Regions from separate parts of the Oryctolagus cuniculus genome. Here region 1 is linked to region 2. The links are chromatin contacts, called in public Hi-C maps. All regions are on one chromosome and are shown on one strand. Each heading gives the region's core, a stretch centred on a gene start, on an enhancer-like site or on the middle of the called end of the contact. The rest is flanking DNA. Distances are from core to core; before and after follow the strand shown. Region 1 has its middle 67 kb from the start of TBX19. Region 2 has its middle 170 kb from the start of TBX19.

Region 1 (3,670 bases), core at 935-3,434, 100 kb after region 2:
GCGCCCCGACCGGGACTAGAACCCAGTGTGCCGGCGCCGCAAGGTGGAGGATTAGCCTAGTGAGCCGCGGCGCCGGCCTGGACCTTATGTTTTACATATTGATTTACTTAACACTCATTCTATCAGCCTCCTCATTCGCATGCCCTCTCGCAAACAGAAATCTGGGAGAAAGTGCGCCAATTCTGAACACTGAGAAAATGCAAAGTATGAGCAAACCATGCATAAACACACAGACTTACCAGGAAATCCTTTACATTGTGAGCAAAGGAGTTCATGAATTTTGGTGCATGGATGATGGTGAGCTGAAGAAGGAGGCACGTCTGGTGATTTATTTTTTTTTTTTTTTTTGAATGCCAGAAAGATGAGCTTCAGATGCACGGGTATGGATCAAACGCTCTGCTGAGCCTGGGCGGCAGGTGGATTTACTTCTTCCCATCACCCAGGCTTTGACGAGAAGACAGGCAGCACACATACCATGCCCCCCACCCAACATGGGTCCCAGGAAGAGAAGGGTGATGAAGCCCACTCAGAGCCACAAATGGCAAAATCAGGTTCCTCATCTCCATCAACTTACAGCTATCTACTACGCCTGAAATTCTTAGATGACCAAGAGGGGGACAAAAAAGGTACATGATAGAGTCTATCACCCTTCCTCTGATCCTGGCTCCCTCTCCACCGCCTTTTCAAAACTGCATTCGTTTTTGTTTATTTGAAAGGCAGAACAACAGAGAGGAAGCGAGGTTGGCAGAGGTCCTCCTTCAACCGGTCCACTATCCGTAGCCCTGCAACAACCAGGACTGGATGAGGCCAGAGACAGGCGCCAGGAGCTCCATCCAGGTCTCCCACCTGAGTGGCAGGGACCCCCATGCTGCAGGCATGGGTGCTGCTTCTCAGGGTGTGCACTAGTAGGCAGGTGGACCGGAAGTAGAGGCATCTCGACTTGCATCACAACACCGCCCCTCCATGGCCTTTTGTATAATCTCCTTCAAGTCTCAGGAGCTACACAAATAGCAACCAAGAAAGCCAAAAAAAAAAAAAAAAAAAAAAAAAAAAAAAAAAAAAAAAACCACTCATGCTCAACAAGATCTCTTTTAGCAAGCGTCCCAGCCTTGGCTTTTTAAAGGGCTTTGACAACACTAAAAATAAAATCCCGTTGAAGCAGCAGTGTCGGTGTGCCGCAGTGGGTTTGCTAAATTCTAAGAACCAGTTGGTCCCACGGGTGTTCTGTCTATAGAAACAGGCCTCTGGCGTTCTGCGCCTTGCAGATCATTCTTGCTCCCCCTGCCTTTTCCTTCCTGGTGGACACAGCAACGCCACAGGGCCGCCTTATGCCCGGGCGAGCAAGGTACTCTCGCCACAGGCTCTGCCTTGCACGCTCCTCCAGAACCAGCCCTTCCGGGTTAGCAAGCTTCTCCACCGGCCCCATCTTGACTTCCACCTGGGGTCCGGGTAGTAGCTACGAGATGCACCTTGATGCTGCAGGCCCTAGACGCATGGCTCGGAACCTCAGTATCACTAGGGCAAGCAGAGCCACCCCTCCACAGTCAAAAAGGTACCAGGAAACCGTCTCATTCCCGCCCCCGCGCAGCCAGGAGGGGGCCTCAGAAAACTACGAATCTCTGCCTCCCTGCACACAGTTCCCAAAATGGGACCTGCCGCAAGCTCTGAACGAAACAGTGCATGGCGGCCCCCTCAAAGCAGCTCCGCAGGGCAGGTGGGACGTGGGGACTGCCGTCTGGGTGCTTGCTTTGGGGTTGTGCTCGCGGCAGCTTCCGTCCTGACAGCGCTGCCGCTGCGGCGTGGCGCTCGCCCGGAAAGCTGATCTTGCACGGCGCAGCTCCTTCTCTAAAGGAAAAGCCGCAGGGTCGCCCCAGCCCACCAGACGCAGGGCTGAGCGCTGGGTGAGGCGGGCTCTGCCGCCACCTAGCGGCGAGCTCCGAGGGCGACAGGGACAGGAGGCCGGGCCCGCCGCACAGGCGTCCTGGGGCCGGGCCGCGCAGACCGGCGAGACCGACGAGACCGGCTGCATTGCGGCGGGCGTGGGTGGCTGCGCGGAGATCACGCACGGCCCAGCCAGAAAACCCGGGCCGCGGGGGTGCCCCACTTCTGCAGATCTTTCCTTTTCGGGAACCCCAGGGCGTGGTTTGCTGGGGCCCGGTGAGGAAGCTGTCTCTGGTGGACCTGTCAGTGCCCATCTGGGTCCTGCTAAACCCCTCTCGTCTCGCCAGGGAGGAGGACTTGCTGGCGGGATTTAATACGGCACAGTCTGGGAAGCCTTGCTAAGACATTATAGGCCAAAATAATTCAACGTGATCTTCTGTATATAAAGATCATTGAAAATGAATCTTAATGAATGGGATGGGAGAGGGAGTAGGAGGTGGGATGGGAGTGGGGGTGGGAGGGCGGGTTTGGGGGAAGAATCGCTGTAGTCCAAAATATGTACCTATGAAATTTATATTTATTAAATAAAAGCTTTCTTTAAAAAAAAAGTAACTCAACAGGCTTATCTGAAGCCCTGGAAATACGTTTTGTGTGTGTGTGTGTGTGTGTTTTTAGGTTGACCACAGAGATACAAGATGTGAAAACTTGGCTTAAAAGCAGTTGATCACCACAAAATACTGCCAATGAATCAAATGCATTGAAAAGAAAACGTGAAGATGATGATGACTATGACTATGATAATTTGTAATTTAACTTTGATGCATATAACATGTACTTGGTCTTGAATCCACCATACTGTAATTAAACAAGTATGTTTGATGTTTTCAAGTTGTGGTTGAGGAAACCTATATAATATCTAATAAGTATAGTTTCCAGTTGAAATATTGGGTTTTCTTCAATCAGATTAGTAGTGGTTTTTTCATCAGCCTTTAGGTATAAAAAATAAAGTTGTTGGGGACAACCCTGTGGTATAGCAGGTAAAGCCGCCACCTGCAGTGCCTGCATCCCATATGGGTGCCGGTTCAAGTCCCAGCTGCTCCACTTCTGATCCAGCTCTCTGCTATGGCCTGGGAAAGCACTGGAAGATGGTCCAAGGCCTTGGGCCCCTGCACCCACTTGGGATATCCAGAAGAAACTCCTAGCTTCTGGCTTCAGATCAGCACAGCTCCAGCCATTTGGGGAGTGAACTAGCGGATGGAAGCCCTATTTTTCTCCCTCTCCCTCTCCCTCTCCCTCTCCCTCTCCCTCTCTCTCTCTCTCTCCCTCTCCCTCTCCTTCTCTCTGTGTGTAACTCTGACTTTCAAATAAATAAATCTTTTTTTAAAAAAAAAAAAGTTGTTTATCTGGGAAAAAAAAGCTGATATGGGAAAACCTAGGCGTTTTAGTCACCCAATATGGCTGCCAAAAATGTCGCCACAGGCTTAGACAACACAGAGAGATGTGTGAGAGCAAGGAAGATGCAGGTTCTGCTGAATATGCAACGATGGTTTCACACGTGCCATGCTCACTCTATTCTGCCTGCTACAGCACAAAAGGAAAGAGAGCCAATCCCAATACAAGGTGCATCGGGCACTGCACATTCCATTCTGGCCAGTGATGGACAGTATATAAGACGTTGGTTCCCTGAGATTGTAGTGCCCTGGTGACGTTGCAGCTGTCTTGATTTGTACTAAGTACACTCCATGATGTTCCCACGATGACAAAATCACCTAGTGATGCATTTCTCAGG
Region 2 (3,737 bases), core at 1,050-3,549:
AGCCCCAGCAATTGCTGCTATTTGGAGAGTGAACCAGGAGATGAAGGATCTCTGCCTCTCCCTCCCTCTCCTCTCTCTCTGCTCTTTTCCTCTGTGTGTGTCTGTGTGTCTGTCTGTCTGTCTGTCTCTTCTACTCTGTGTAACTCTGTTTTGAATAAATACATAAATCAATTTTAAAAAGTAACAGAAAAAAACCTAATTTTCATTTGTAAAGCCTGTTTCAAAAACTATTGAAAACTGAAAGATTTTTAAAATACATTCCTACTCTAAGTGTTGAAAGCTGAATATTTTACTCTCATTCCTCTTTGCATTCTCCCCCCCTCCCCCCCACAGGCAGAGTGGACAGTGAGAGAGAGAGACGAGAAAGGTCTTCCTTTGCCGTTGGTTCACCCTCCAATGGCCGCCGCGGCCCGGCGCACTGCAGCCGGCGCACTGCGCCTATCCGAAGGCAGGAGCCAGGTGGCTTCTCCTGGTCTCCCATGGGGTGCAGGGCCCAAGCACTTGGACCATCCTCCACTGCACTCCCTGGCCACAGCAGAGAGCTGGCCTGGAAGAGGGGGCAGCTGGGACAGAATCCGGTGCCCCCGACCGGGACTAGAATCGGTGTGCCGGCGCCACAAGGAGGAGGATTAGCCTACTGAGCCACGACGCCGGCTATCTCTTTGCATTCTTATAAAAATCCTAATCCTGCCAAAAATGAAGTCATGTCCTTGGTATCCTGGGAGAGGAGACACATAGGGAGAGCACAAGGGGAACATGTCAATGAATGTCTTTTATTTATCTGAGAGGCAGAGACAGAGAAGGAGGAAGAGAGGGTGATCCTATCTACTGGTTCATTCGTCAAATGCTCCAACAGTTGGGATTGGGCTGGAGCAGACAAACACAGAATATTCCTGGGGGGGGGAGGGGGGAGCTGGGCGGGGGATGGTCAATTTGGCCAAAGGTTAAAAGGGAGGCTACTGGCAGATCACAGGAGACTCCCACACGTCATCAGGAGCCACACACAGCCACCAGGTGTCTTTCTAGAGTGTTGATTTTCTCTGAAGTTATGTAAAGCCAGGTCAAGGTCTTTTAACTGGTTCTGCATATTATGTTCACAGAAATGCAAATATTGGCATATGTTATACAAAGATATGCATGAGTTTTTAAGATTAAAACACTTCAAAGAATGCTGTCACCTGCAGCAGGAGCTCAGACTCTGAACGCTCACTTTGCCAGACTCCTTCTCCCGCAACACCAACCCAGTCAGTGTTTGAGCTCAGTCAAGTGTCTCTGCTGTGATCTTCCCAAGCTGACTCTGCTAGCCTGACCACTGGCACAGTCCTTGCCCAAGCTCTCCTGCTCTCTTGCTCAGGTTATTGCAGCTGATTTCTGGCTGTCCTAAGAAGATACCCTGGAATTACAGCAGCTCAGCGCCGGAATCCCCTCCCAGCCTCTGCTCTCTACCCTTCTTTCACCTGTGCCCCAATCACACCAACCCCCTCCCCAGCGGTTCCCTGGAAGGTCCTTGTTCCACATCTGTTCCACACACGTCTTTGTCCACTTGACCAACAGCTCCTCCTTTGAGAAAGCATTTCCTGCAATTGGACCAGCAAACCTGCCTTTCTATATCCTGCGCTTCCTTGGGAAAACCAAAACCTCAGTCAGTTCTCCCTGAGAGAACTTTCTTTGCTTCTGTTTCTGGGATAACTAAGCAACCCCATACTTTTTCAATCAGGTCTCTTTCCCAGGCTCTATGTGAATCAGCAGGAATCAATCAATGTGTTTATTTATCTGAGAAATTAGCCCGAGGCAATGGAGACAGGCACCATTTCAGATGTATGAGACTGACGCGCTGCCTAAACGGGCACCATTTTCCTACACCTTGTATCTCCCACCTCCCCAGGAGCAAATTGTTTTAAGTGGCTCTATAAACACACACTATAAACTTGCTAAACATGCGGAGCCAAGGATAAACAGATGAGTGCCACACATCCCTACTGCGGAGAAATTAACAATTTCTGTAGCTATTTCTTTTTCCAGCTCCTTCCCAAAGCCAATGCTCACCTAGAAGGGCACATGAACTCACTCTGTCACTAGCTGCACCAGGGAATAGCCGAGGAGAGGCCCCAAGGAGAACCCTGCTCAGCGAATCTAACACAATGCACAGAGAATGCTGCATCGTCACCACGTGGGAGGTGGAGGCTCTGCAGGACACCCGGCCCCTGGTTCCCCTCTTCTCTCCTGTAGTAATCTGCTTCTCAAGGCCTCCTGCCACACAGAACAGGTATAGGCTGGCATGTGGAGTCCAAAGCAGCTTGCTTCTCCGAATAGAGACCTTTGACTTTACAGAAATAGAACTTGAGTTAAACCCTCAGGGCTGCAGTTGGCTTGGCCCTGATTGACACAGTTATCAGCTTTCTCCACACACCCCTGCCTCCCCTCAGAGGTTTTGCTCAATCTCATCCTTGTGGCCCATATACACTGCTCTCTACCCTCACCCCTTTAGCAATTCTCTTCCCTCTAAACAGTGCCAAAACTGTTTCTTTCAGGTACGAGGAAGTAAGTTGCTCTCTGAGTGGCTGTAGTTAAACCTCTTTCTCCATGGTTACGGGAACCCTGTTTGGCCTGTATCTCAGATCCTGTCCCAGAAGTCTTCCTACATGCGTGTGTGACTTTTCTGGCATTCTGCCAAAGGCAATTTGTTCTAGAAGACACCGTTACCTGATCTTATTCTTTTCTTTGTCTTCCTCACAAGGTTTGAGCTTCTAAAACCCCCATTATGTCTCAGCCACATGGATAAAGCTTGTAGAGTCCTTGAATAGTATCCAGAATATTTCATAACTACGGGAAGAGCAGAATTATTCAGGTGGAGTGTATCAAACTCTACATGGCTACATACTAGAGAAAGGGAGAGAGGGAGGTATTGTTGATCCAAATCCATGGGTCCAACTGAATGCCTGAAAAGCATTTGACACCTTGCGAATGGAGTTACAACTCTGGCTTCAGCCCAACCAGCTAAAAGCATTTTATCAGTTTCACAGGAGAAATTGCTCTGGCGGCTACTCAATGTTTTCGACTATCCCTGCAACCAGCAGGACTCGGGTAGTTCTGATCAGCCCCACTCCAAACTTCTAACTGAAAATAAAAGGGCTTCTGAGTCCTTGTCAGTGCCATCAGCAACAAAGACCCAGGGACCACTGGATGCTGTTGACCCACTGAGGATGCAACAGATCATGGGTCCTGCTTTCTCCTCCTATTTTGTTAAGAGCTCCTAAGTTGAATAATTGGTCACATAAGTCCAATGAGACTAAATTCCCAACTGGTAAAAATGTTGATTGTCTGTGTTTTCCCAGAAACCTGGACTAGTCTAGGCACAATGTGGCCTGAGACACACGGATCATCTGATGCTGCTTGTATTATGTTACCCACAGCTCCCACTTATGCAACCCAAGTACTCATCGTGACCCCCTGCTTACTCAAAAAATCCCTCTACTGGCTCAATATTTGTTCAGACATAAGCATATCTACACTCTCCAGCTGGCCCTCGACTGTAGAACTGATGGGGGTTCACTCTGGACTCATCATGAACACCCACAGGCAGGACTGGGCACCTAACCACATATCATCCTCTATAATTCTCCAGTTCCTACGAGCGCCTCTACTGCTTCTGCTTCTGAGACAGAATAGCGCAGTGGTTAAGAGCACTAGCTCTGAGCAGATCTGGATTCAAATCCTGGATTCCCCAATTCAATTAG

Evidence for each region. Hi-C and Micro-C count contacts between places; a contact is called where the count stands out from the background.
Region 1: a contact with region 2 is called in a Hi-C map of skin fibroblasts, with 3 times the contacts expected there. The contact joins two enhancer-like sites. A contact is called at or near these places in 4 of 6 Hi-C or Micro-C datasets (ear pinna, psoas muscle, skin fibroblasts and 1 more).

The regions. Positions count from the first base shown.
Region 1 is chr7:30,398,822-30,402,491 of mOryCun1.1, forward strand. No RefSeq gene overlaps it. Among named protein-coding and RNA genes, the nearest start is that of TBX19, 67 kb to the right of the region's middle. Within about 2 kb of position 2,185, at least 2 of the 8 cell types and tissues checked have an H3K27ac peak or open chromatin away from gene starts, as enhancers often do.
Region 2 is chr7:30,298,797-30,302,533 of mOryCun1.1, forward strand. No RefSeq gene overlaps it. Among named protein-coding and RNA genes, the nearest start is that of TBX19, 170 kb to the right of the region's middle. Within about 2 kb of position 2,300, at least 1 of the 8 cell types and tissues checked has an H3K27ac peak or open chromatin away from gene starts, as enhancers often do.